Regions from separate parts of the Anas platyrhynchos genome. Here region 1 is linked to region 2. Evidence: chromatin contacts called from public Hi-C data. All regions are on one chromosome and are shown on one strand. Each heading gives the region's core, a stretch centred on a gene start, on an enhancer-like site or on the middle of the called end of the contact. The rest is flanking DNA. Distances are from core to core; before and after follow the strand shown. Region 1 holds the start of MAF (MAF bZIP transcription factor). Region 2 has its middle 34 kb from the start of DYNLRB2.

Region 1 (3,892 bases), core at 30-2,529, 430 kb before region 2:
CGGCCCCGAGCCCCCGGAGCCGGCGGCCGCGGCCAGCTGCTGCCCTCTAGCATAGCCATCGAAGGCGCCGGGCAGCGGGTGGTGGCTGCTGTTGATGAGCGCCTCCACCGCGTCCTCCGGGCTGAAGCCCAGCGCCTCGGGGTTGAGCTGCTGCGGGTAGCCCGTCATCCAGTAGTAGTCTTCCAGGTGGCCCTTCTGGTCGCTGCCGGAGCCGGGGCTGGGCGCCGAGAAGCTGGGGGACGGGGGCACCGAGCTGCAGGGCGTGCTCATCGGGGTGGAGGAGAGCGAGCCCCCGGCGATCAAGCGGCCGCACTGGCTGATAATGCGGTCGGTCTCCACCGGCTCCTTTTTCACTTCAAACTTCATCAGATCGAAGTCATTAACATATTCCATGGCCAGGGGACTGGTGGGCAGGTCGGAGCCGCTCATTGCCAGTTCTGATGCCATCCTTTTGCTGCTGACAGTCCTCCAGAAAGGGTGCGCTCCGGGAGCGAGGGGACTGCTCTGAGTTGCCGCCGGGTGAGCCAGCTTGCTGCCGGGCGAGCTCCGCTCCGCACCGCTCCGCACCGCTCCGCACCCCTCCGCACCGCTCCTCCTGCCGCTGCCTCTCGCCGCAGCCTCGGCTCCGGCTCCGCTCCGCTCCGCCCCGGCCGCTCTCGCTCCGGCTCCGCGTTATCCCTTGCAGAGTCTCCGCTGCTGCTGATGCATCAGAGCGAGGGGCTCTCGCTATTCGCCTTTTGCATAAAGGTTTTTTTTTTTTTTTCCTCCTCTCTCTCTCTCTCCTCTCTCTCTTTTTGCAGCTTGCAAACTGCAGCTGGAAGTGTTAGCTGGTGTTGTTGCGAGTAAATCTCTTTTCTTTTTTTTTTTTTTTTTAGGTTCAGTTTGGTTATTTTTAACACTTCATGGTGCCTTTCCTCTGGGCTTTCTCATGCAAAGTGCAAAGCGAGGAGAGAGGTTCATCGGGGAAAGGAGGAGGGAGAAGAGACCGAAGACAAAAAAAAAATCAAAGTCGATATCGCAACCAAAATAATAACAATCATAAAAAAAAAAAAAAAGGAGAGAGAGAGAAAAAAAAAAAAAAAAACACAACTCAACCCCAAAGCTACGGCAAGAAGATGAAAAATATTTTAAAGGTTTCATCCAGCAGGAGAGTTTAAAAGCATTGCAGAGTTTTATAGCGCTCCTGACGTCAGCCTCCGAATGGCAAATTGGCTGGGCGGGCGGCCCAATGGGCTGCCTGCAGCCGCCGGCATTAGCATAATAGTATAGAAACAAGGAAACTTTTCGGGGCTGTCAATCAGGGCGCAATCAGCTGACTGTCAGCTGGGAGCGCCGTAACCCCTTCCTGCCCGCCCCGTTCACCGGGGACCGGGCACCGGGCTGGGGCCGCTCCTCCCGCCGGGACGCGCCGTCGGGTGCCCGCCCGGCTCCGCTCCGCTCCGCTCCGCGCTGCCTTGCTTTGTCCTGCTTTGTCCTGCTCTGTCCTGCTTTGTCCTGTTCTGTCCTGCTCTGCCCCGGGGTGCGGAGCCCTCGGGTGCTCCTGGCCGGCCGGGCACCCGAGGGCACCGGGGGACTTGGCCCGGGGGCGTGCGGGGACGGCCCGAGGGAGGGGGCTGCTCCGGGGGGCTCCGCGGGGCTCGGCGGTGCTGCCGGGCTCAGCCGGGCTCCAGCCGCTACCTGGTGCCGGTACCGAGACCCCCGGGCCGCCCCCCCGCGGCGGCTCCCCCCTGGGTCTGCCGCTTGCTGCCGGCAGCGATCGTTCCCCGGCCGTCCCCAGCAGAGAGGTCCGAAAGCCCTGCAAGTTTGCAAGCCCCGCTCCCGCCGGCGCTCGGCCGGCCTGGCCGGGCTAATTAACGGAATACATCGCGAAACTAATTGTCTTCTTTTTAGCCTCCCCTCCCGGTGCCCCCCGGCCGGGGCTGGAGGGGGGGGAGCCGTGCGAGCGCGGAGCGGGCTGCACCCGGCGGTGCCGAGCGGCGGCGGAGCGGCTCCGTTCAAACCTCGACAGCGCCATCTCTCGTCGAAAGGTCAGTGCCGAGGCCGTCCCCGGCCGGCGCCGAGCCGCGGGAGCAGAGCCGAGCCGTGCCGGGCCGTGCCGAGCTGTGCCGTGCCGTGCCGTGCCGTCGGGGCTCCGCCGTCGGGGCTGGCCCGGCCCGGCCCGGCTCAGGTCGGCTCGGTTGGGGTCCCTTCTTGGCCCCCCTTGGGCCGGGGAAGCCCGCAGCCTGCCGAGCTGCCAGGCTCGCTTTGTCGAGCGGGCTTTATGGGAATATCGATAGAATTAAAGTTACTTGTAATTCCGTGATAAATGAGATGTCTCTAGTAAGTAAGATTAAGTGCGGTGCTATAAAGTTGTTTATCTGAAAAGTAATTCTCAGAAACCTGACTTCTGACACTTGGTCATATATTAAACCAGCTTCTTGAACATTGTACTTCAAATCCTCCCTTCTCCCCTTGCCCGGTCCCTTCCCCCTCCGAGTTTGCTATTTATAACCGTGCACGGGGTATGACTTTGTAGGTGCAGGCAAGTCTCTGGGTAATTTTTCACCAACTGTGAAAATCATCATTTGCGATAGCCAAAGAATCTCTGCTTCGGAAATAATACTTGGCTAGTGGATTCACGAATGGATAACATCTTCTGACTATGCCATTATCAGTACGAGTGCCAGTACTAACATCTGAAAGTCATACAGCGTGTACTGTTCCTGGCAGTTAAAAAGGTAGGGCATACTGCAAATTTAGGAAGATAGCTACATCTAGAAGTGATTGCAGAGGCAATCCTGTAAAGTTAAAAAACGCTACCGACGTCGCTAACAAAATTAAAACAGTTCTGCACAGCCCCACAATGCACACGCACAGAGAGCCGTGGACATCTGCTGGGTTTATCTTGCAGCTGATATTCGTGACATACTTAATACGACTTAACTGCTCCGGCTGGCTTTCCCATTTCTTCACATCGTAGGAATCAACAAAACTTCCAGGCTCGCAGCATAAATCCCCACAGGACAGTCCAATTCCCCGTATTTGTTTTTTTCCTGAGGAAGATGAATGTGGTACTGTATATCACTTAACGTGCTCACCTATGAGGGGCATAAAATGTGTGCTAATATTTTTAAATGAAAAGGTTATTGCTTTTCAGAACATACAATCGTAGTATTTCACTTGCCTGTTTGATAGATGTCTGTGGAAATATGGCTCCAGCCCCATAAAATAGTTTATTTGGACATGAGGATTCAAAGTGCTACATTTGCAAACTAGTAAATTTCCTGAGTAAACTCTGAACTCGAGACAAAGAGTATGAAATTGTGTGAGCTAATGGGGACCGTCTGTTAATTGATACCAATGTAAGCAAGTGCTGCAAATTAAATCAGAGCTCTGACCTACCAGAACAGCAAGTAAAATTATTAGTTGTACAATATTGTTCTTGTGTGATTATTACACAGAGCTGCCGCACCAAAATGTCTCTGCTGCTCAGCACACCAGAGAAAAAAAGATTATTAGCAATTTTTGGATAACCTTCAGAAGCAACATTCTCCTCTCTCCACTATATAATTCTCATTTTAGTACTATTTTTCTTTATTATTTGGCTATTCACAATGGGTGTCTAAACATTTACAGTCCTCTATTACCAGTGTTTCTTTCATAACAATCGCACACTTTCATTTCAATTAGAGCTATTCAGTCTTCGGTTTTTCCACAATTATCACAGGCCAATTCCCCCAGACTGCTCCCTTTTCCCAGCACTGCTCGTTCCTGATCCAAGCAGAGGGAAAACTCCAGCGTCCCTTTCGTAGCCCCTTGCTCCAGTTTGTTTTCCAGCATCTCTGCTCGACAACGCGATGTGGAGCCCTGCCTGCTCGCAGCTTGCTGCTGACCTGCTTCAGGAGCTTTCAAA
Region 2 (4,311 bases), core at 1,109-3,608:
TAACATCCATAAATAATGTTTTTCTTCTGTTCACCTGAGGACTCACGTGGATATGGCAGCGTGCTCCAGCACCAGCCCTAGGTAAGCACTGTCTTTACAAAAGCAACTCAAACCAAAGGCAGGCAGCTGGAGGCAGGGGCACAACATTCCTGCCTTGATGTGCACGTGGCATGCAACTCGGAGGGGAAGGCAGGGTAATGGGTCAAAAACATGCTCCTTTTTCTTTAATCATGCACAAAATCGAGGCTATTAAGTTCTGAGGAGGACATAAATGCTCACAGGATGAAGAACTTAGCAAAACAAAGTACTGAAAAATCTTCAGGAATAGTTTAGGATCTGAGCATTGGGGAAAAACAAACACGCACATACACACACCCCGCACTTTTTGTAGAGAGCTTTAAGTGCTCTGGAAAGAGAGGCATGGCATTCCTTCTCTGCTGGATGTTTGGTTTTTATCAAAACTTGGATTACAGGTCCAGAGTTTAGTATTTACCACATCCTATTAGTGGATCTTCTCCTAAAACTGGCCTTATGATTCTGTTTTAAAGATTCCACTTCTAAAAGACCCAGGGATTGCTCAATTGAAAATAAAATAAAATAAAATAAAATAAAATAAAATAAAATAAAATAAAATAAAATAAAATAAAATAAAATAAAATAAAATAAAATAAAATAAAATAAAATAAAATAAAATAAAATAAAATAAAATAAAATAAAATAAAATAAAATAAAAACAGATAGTATGTCAATTAAATAACATTTGAACCATATAAATAAAGTTAAAAATTTGGAACCGATAGATCTCCTGTTTTGCTGGCTGATATTTTAGTTCAAGTGAATAAAACCAGAAATGTCCACAGTGGCACTGCAGCACCAGCACGGAGCTTCATTACTCATTGGAACACTTTGTTCATGCAGCCAACAAGTGCCTGATTGAACAATGCAAGATGGATGCTGGCAAAATCTTAAAACTGTGAGGAATGGCATACACACAACATGAGAATCAAAATGACTACCTGAAGATGGGGCATGTTGCAGTAAGAAAAACAGCCTTTAGTTATCCCAGTGAAATTCTGCAGGAGCCACTTGCAGCTGCGAAACAGACTCCTTCCCCAACTAAAATGCATCCGTAAGAAAACGTTATTAAAAGCAGATACACTCAAAGACGGTTTCTCTCCTTTGGTAGCAGAATCAGCTCTGTTCTGCTTGTCTTTTGTACCCAAGCAAATCCACTCGTTTTTCAGTGGTTTGGAAATGATGCACAAAGGGCTGCAATCACACCCAGCACATAGGAAGCCATACAGGAGCCTCAGAAAGCGCAGTGAGCTCAGCTATACTACATGTTTTCACTGGGAGTTTATCTGCTCACTTGGTGATCTCTTTGCAGGACAGTTGCTCTTGATTTGCTTTGGGACCTTCTTGGGACTCCAAAAAGTCTGAAGAGCTCAGCCCCAAGCTCTTGGCTTCACTGTTTTATGAGCACACACTTCTGTTGAGCAGGCAAAGTATCCAAACGCGTTGTTTCTAATGTTTCCATAGCACAAATATGTGCCCATCAGATTAAAGTGATACAAAACATCCCAGGTGTAGATTTTAAAAGCTGCCTGATTAGTACTTGCTCACCTCAAAACCTAAAGCAGACCCAGCAGCAAGTTTTGTGTTCTGTAATTACCAGAGCACTCCAAAGACTGTGGGACATGACTTTGCAAGCACACATCACATTTCAAGCAACCCATTGTGATGCTGTGATACAGATTTTACTCTACATTCACCTGCATAACACTGTACAGAAAAATCTACCTGTTGAAGATCCTAAGCTCAAAAGCTCCCCAGTCTGTATCCTCACAGGTTCAGAAAGCCTTTTCCAGTGGAAATGCACCTGTCCCTGAGGCAAAAAAGAAGGAATTTTTGGAACAGAGACAGAAGACCAGAGGGGTAAGGGAGGAACTCAGAGCATAACACAAAGAGGAGCATACTCTGGTTTTTCCCGTTGGGAATTAGGACCAAGACTTGCTGACACCCTATGTTGCATATAGTGACATTCCTCTATGAAAATAATAATATGAAAAATAAAAATAAGTAATAAAAAACTTTTACTGAAATTGTAAGCACCACTACTAGTCAGGTATCTTTTCATCCTTGTGCCCATTAACCTCCCCAAACTGAGGCTGTTTGTTGTTCTTCCTTTGGCATACCCCAAAGTGACCACACAGATCTGGGCTCCTTCATTTAACAAACAGCCAAGTATCTGCAGTAACCTTCTGCAGCATTTCTCCATCAGTCTCTACCCAGGAACGTACTGAGCACTCCTGGTATGCAGCTCCCAGGCAGCACTGCCTTTAAAACCCCTCTGTCACACCCTGCTGTATGCTCTCGGCCACACAGCGTGACATTTCACAACTTCTTCTAATCTTGACATTGAATAAAACGAGGCCTTTCAAAACATTTAGGCAAACCGACCCAAATACGTTATCCGAGAGTCGCTGATGAGAGCCATGTGCAGCTGAAATAACAATACTGCATTCTTGAATATTTTAAGTCACTCTAAGAACCTGGTAAGAGCTATCAGTAACCTTGCCTCCCCTAAAAAAAAAAAAAAACATGGCACATACTGATGAAGAGATGTGCCCGAGACCAGACACCAGCACCAGGTTATTTTGACCTCCTAAATCCACCACCTCAGTGCTCGATCCACTTGCCAGCCAAACCTTTGCAGTAAGCGATACTGCACGTCCCAGCTGAACATCAAAATCGTGTCTGACACTGAGGAAAAGCACTGGAGTTGAACAGCAACACTCGGTGTTGCAGAAGATTGACTATTTCCAGCTTGCCTCGTGGTTTATTGCTTTAATCACCTGTGATACTTCCATGATTCCTGGCTAGCAGCTTATCTGTAACACTGAGGGCTCCACCGTGTCCTTTATTGTCTCCCTTGGCTGAAGATTGCAGATCCACACACCCACACACACATTTTTTTGTTGGTGGTGGTTATTTAACTATTAATACTCCTGACTTGCATATCTCTACTTCTGCTATATATTGAGCAGTCCTTGAGTGACCTGTGCCAAACAAGAGTAGTTGTTCCATGGAAATCACAGCTCTAATTACAAAGGGAACACTACCATCTGGTGGTCTGTTCGAAAAAACTTTCACACTGAAAACGAAAATAGTTGTTGGCCTAACACTGACGAAAATCTGACTTTTTTCATAGGACTGAAAAAAAAAAAAAACTCAAATATTTGAACCAGAGGAGCATGCACCCTCAATGCTGTTTCTCCCCTTTCCTTTCCCTATCTCCATCATTAAAAAAAAATATCTGATTAAATCCTATTCTGAAATACTGGGACAGCCCCACCTCGTACAGCTTCATTCAGCAGTTTTCACTTGCATGTTCCACACATTCCACAATGGAGCAAGTTTTAAAGGTGGGAGAAACCTCCCCGCTATGGAAAACTCTGCTGTCACTCTCTTCTCCCTCAACATTATGAGAAAAGCAAGGCAGGGCAGAGGGGCTGACCGAGCATACCCCTCCCAAGGCCGCCCAGACACTTGATTTCAGGCTGTGCTGCTCCAGTCTGAGCTTCCCTGGTGCTCTCTAGTGTGACAGGTCAGAAAGCAGCCCCAAAACAAACGAGCTTACTACAGGTGTCGTTTTCCATATGACCTATGATCCAGGTTGTCCAACTTCAGTCAAAGGGTATCACTATTACACTATCAAGACATTTCAGCTTCCAGCTGCTGGAAAATTGGACTAATTTTTTTTCCACTTAAAGAAGCAACCTCAGCTGCATGGGGTTTTGTAATTTTTTTCCTTCAAAAATCTTATTCTTTCGAGTGTACAAGGTATGCAAAATTCAACACCACCTGGTGGTACCTGGGGAACAGCTTTACAGAGACAATCTCCTAAGATAATATAAACCCTCTTGTTTTTTTTTCCTTAAGTCATTAACTATTTTCATACTCTTTACATCAGCTGGGAACTATATATCACAGACAAAGACAATCTCATTTGTTTTAATGGCTAAGTAAATTCAAAATGGAAATGACTAAAGCAATTTGTTCTTGTGCTTTTTTAATTTTGGTCTTTCCACTCCCTACTCCCCTCACCAGCTCTCCCCTGCCCAAAAAGTCCTTTGAGCCAAGGACTGGACTTCTGGCTAGCCAGCACATCTCTGCCAAATTCAATATAAATCAGGCTTAAGAAAAACAAGGATTTGGCCTCCAAAGTTCTAGATAGGATGCTTTATTACTGGCAGTCTTCATTATAAGCCTTCAAAGTCTGTCTTTTATGCAGTACTATATCTAGTAGTA

Evidence for each region. Hi-C and Micro-C count contacts between places; a contact is called where the count stands out from the background.
Region 1: a contact with region 2 is called in a Hi-C map of subcutaneous adipose tissue, with 2.3 times the contacts expected there. The contact joins the promoter of MAF here to the enhancer-like site in region 2. A contact is called at or near these places in 2 of 8 Hi-C or Micro-C datasets (skeletal muscle and subcutaneous adipose tissue).

What each region holds. Positions count from the first base shown.
Region 1 is chr12:5,944,011-5,947,902 of IASCAAS_PekinDuck_T2T, reverse strand. MAF (MAF bZIP transcription factor) reads right to left here and starts at 1,279. Exons shown (of 4, transcript XR_005268829.2): 1 at 1-1,279. It overlaps LOC140003533, which reads left to right and starts at 1,116. Exons shown (of 3, transcript XM_072043996.1): 1 at 1,116-1,133; 2 at 1,265-2,027; 3 at 3,707-3,892. The coding sequence starts at 1,116.
Region 2 is chr12:5,511,003-5,515,313 of IASCAAS_PekinDuck_T2T, reverse strand. No RefSeq gene overlaps it. Among named protein-coding and RNA genes, the nearest start is that of DYNLRB2, 34 kb to the right of the region's middle. Within about 2 kb of position 2,358, at least 1 of the 8 cell types and tissues checked has an H3K27ac peak or open chromatin away from gene starts, as enhancers often do.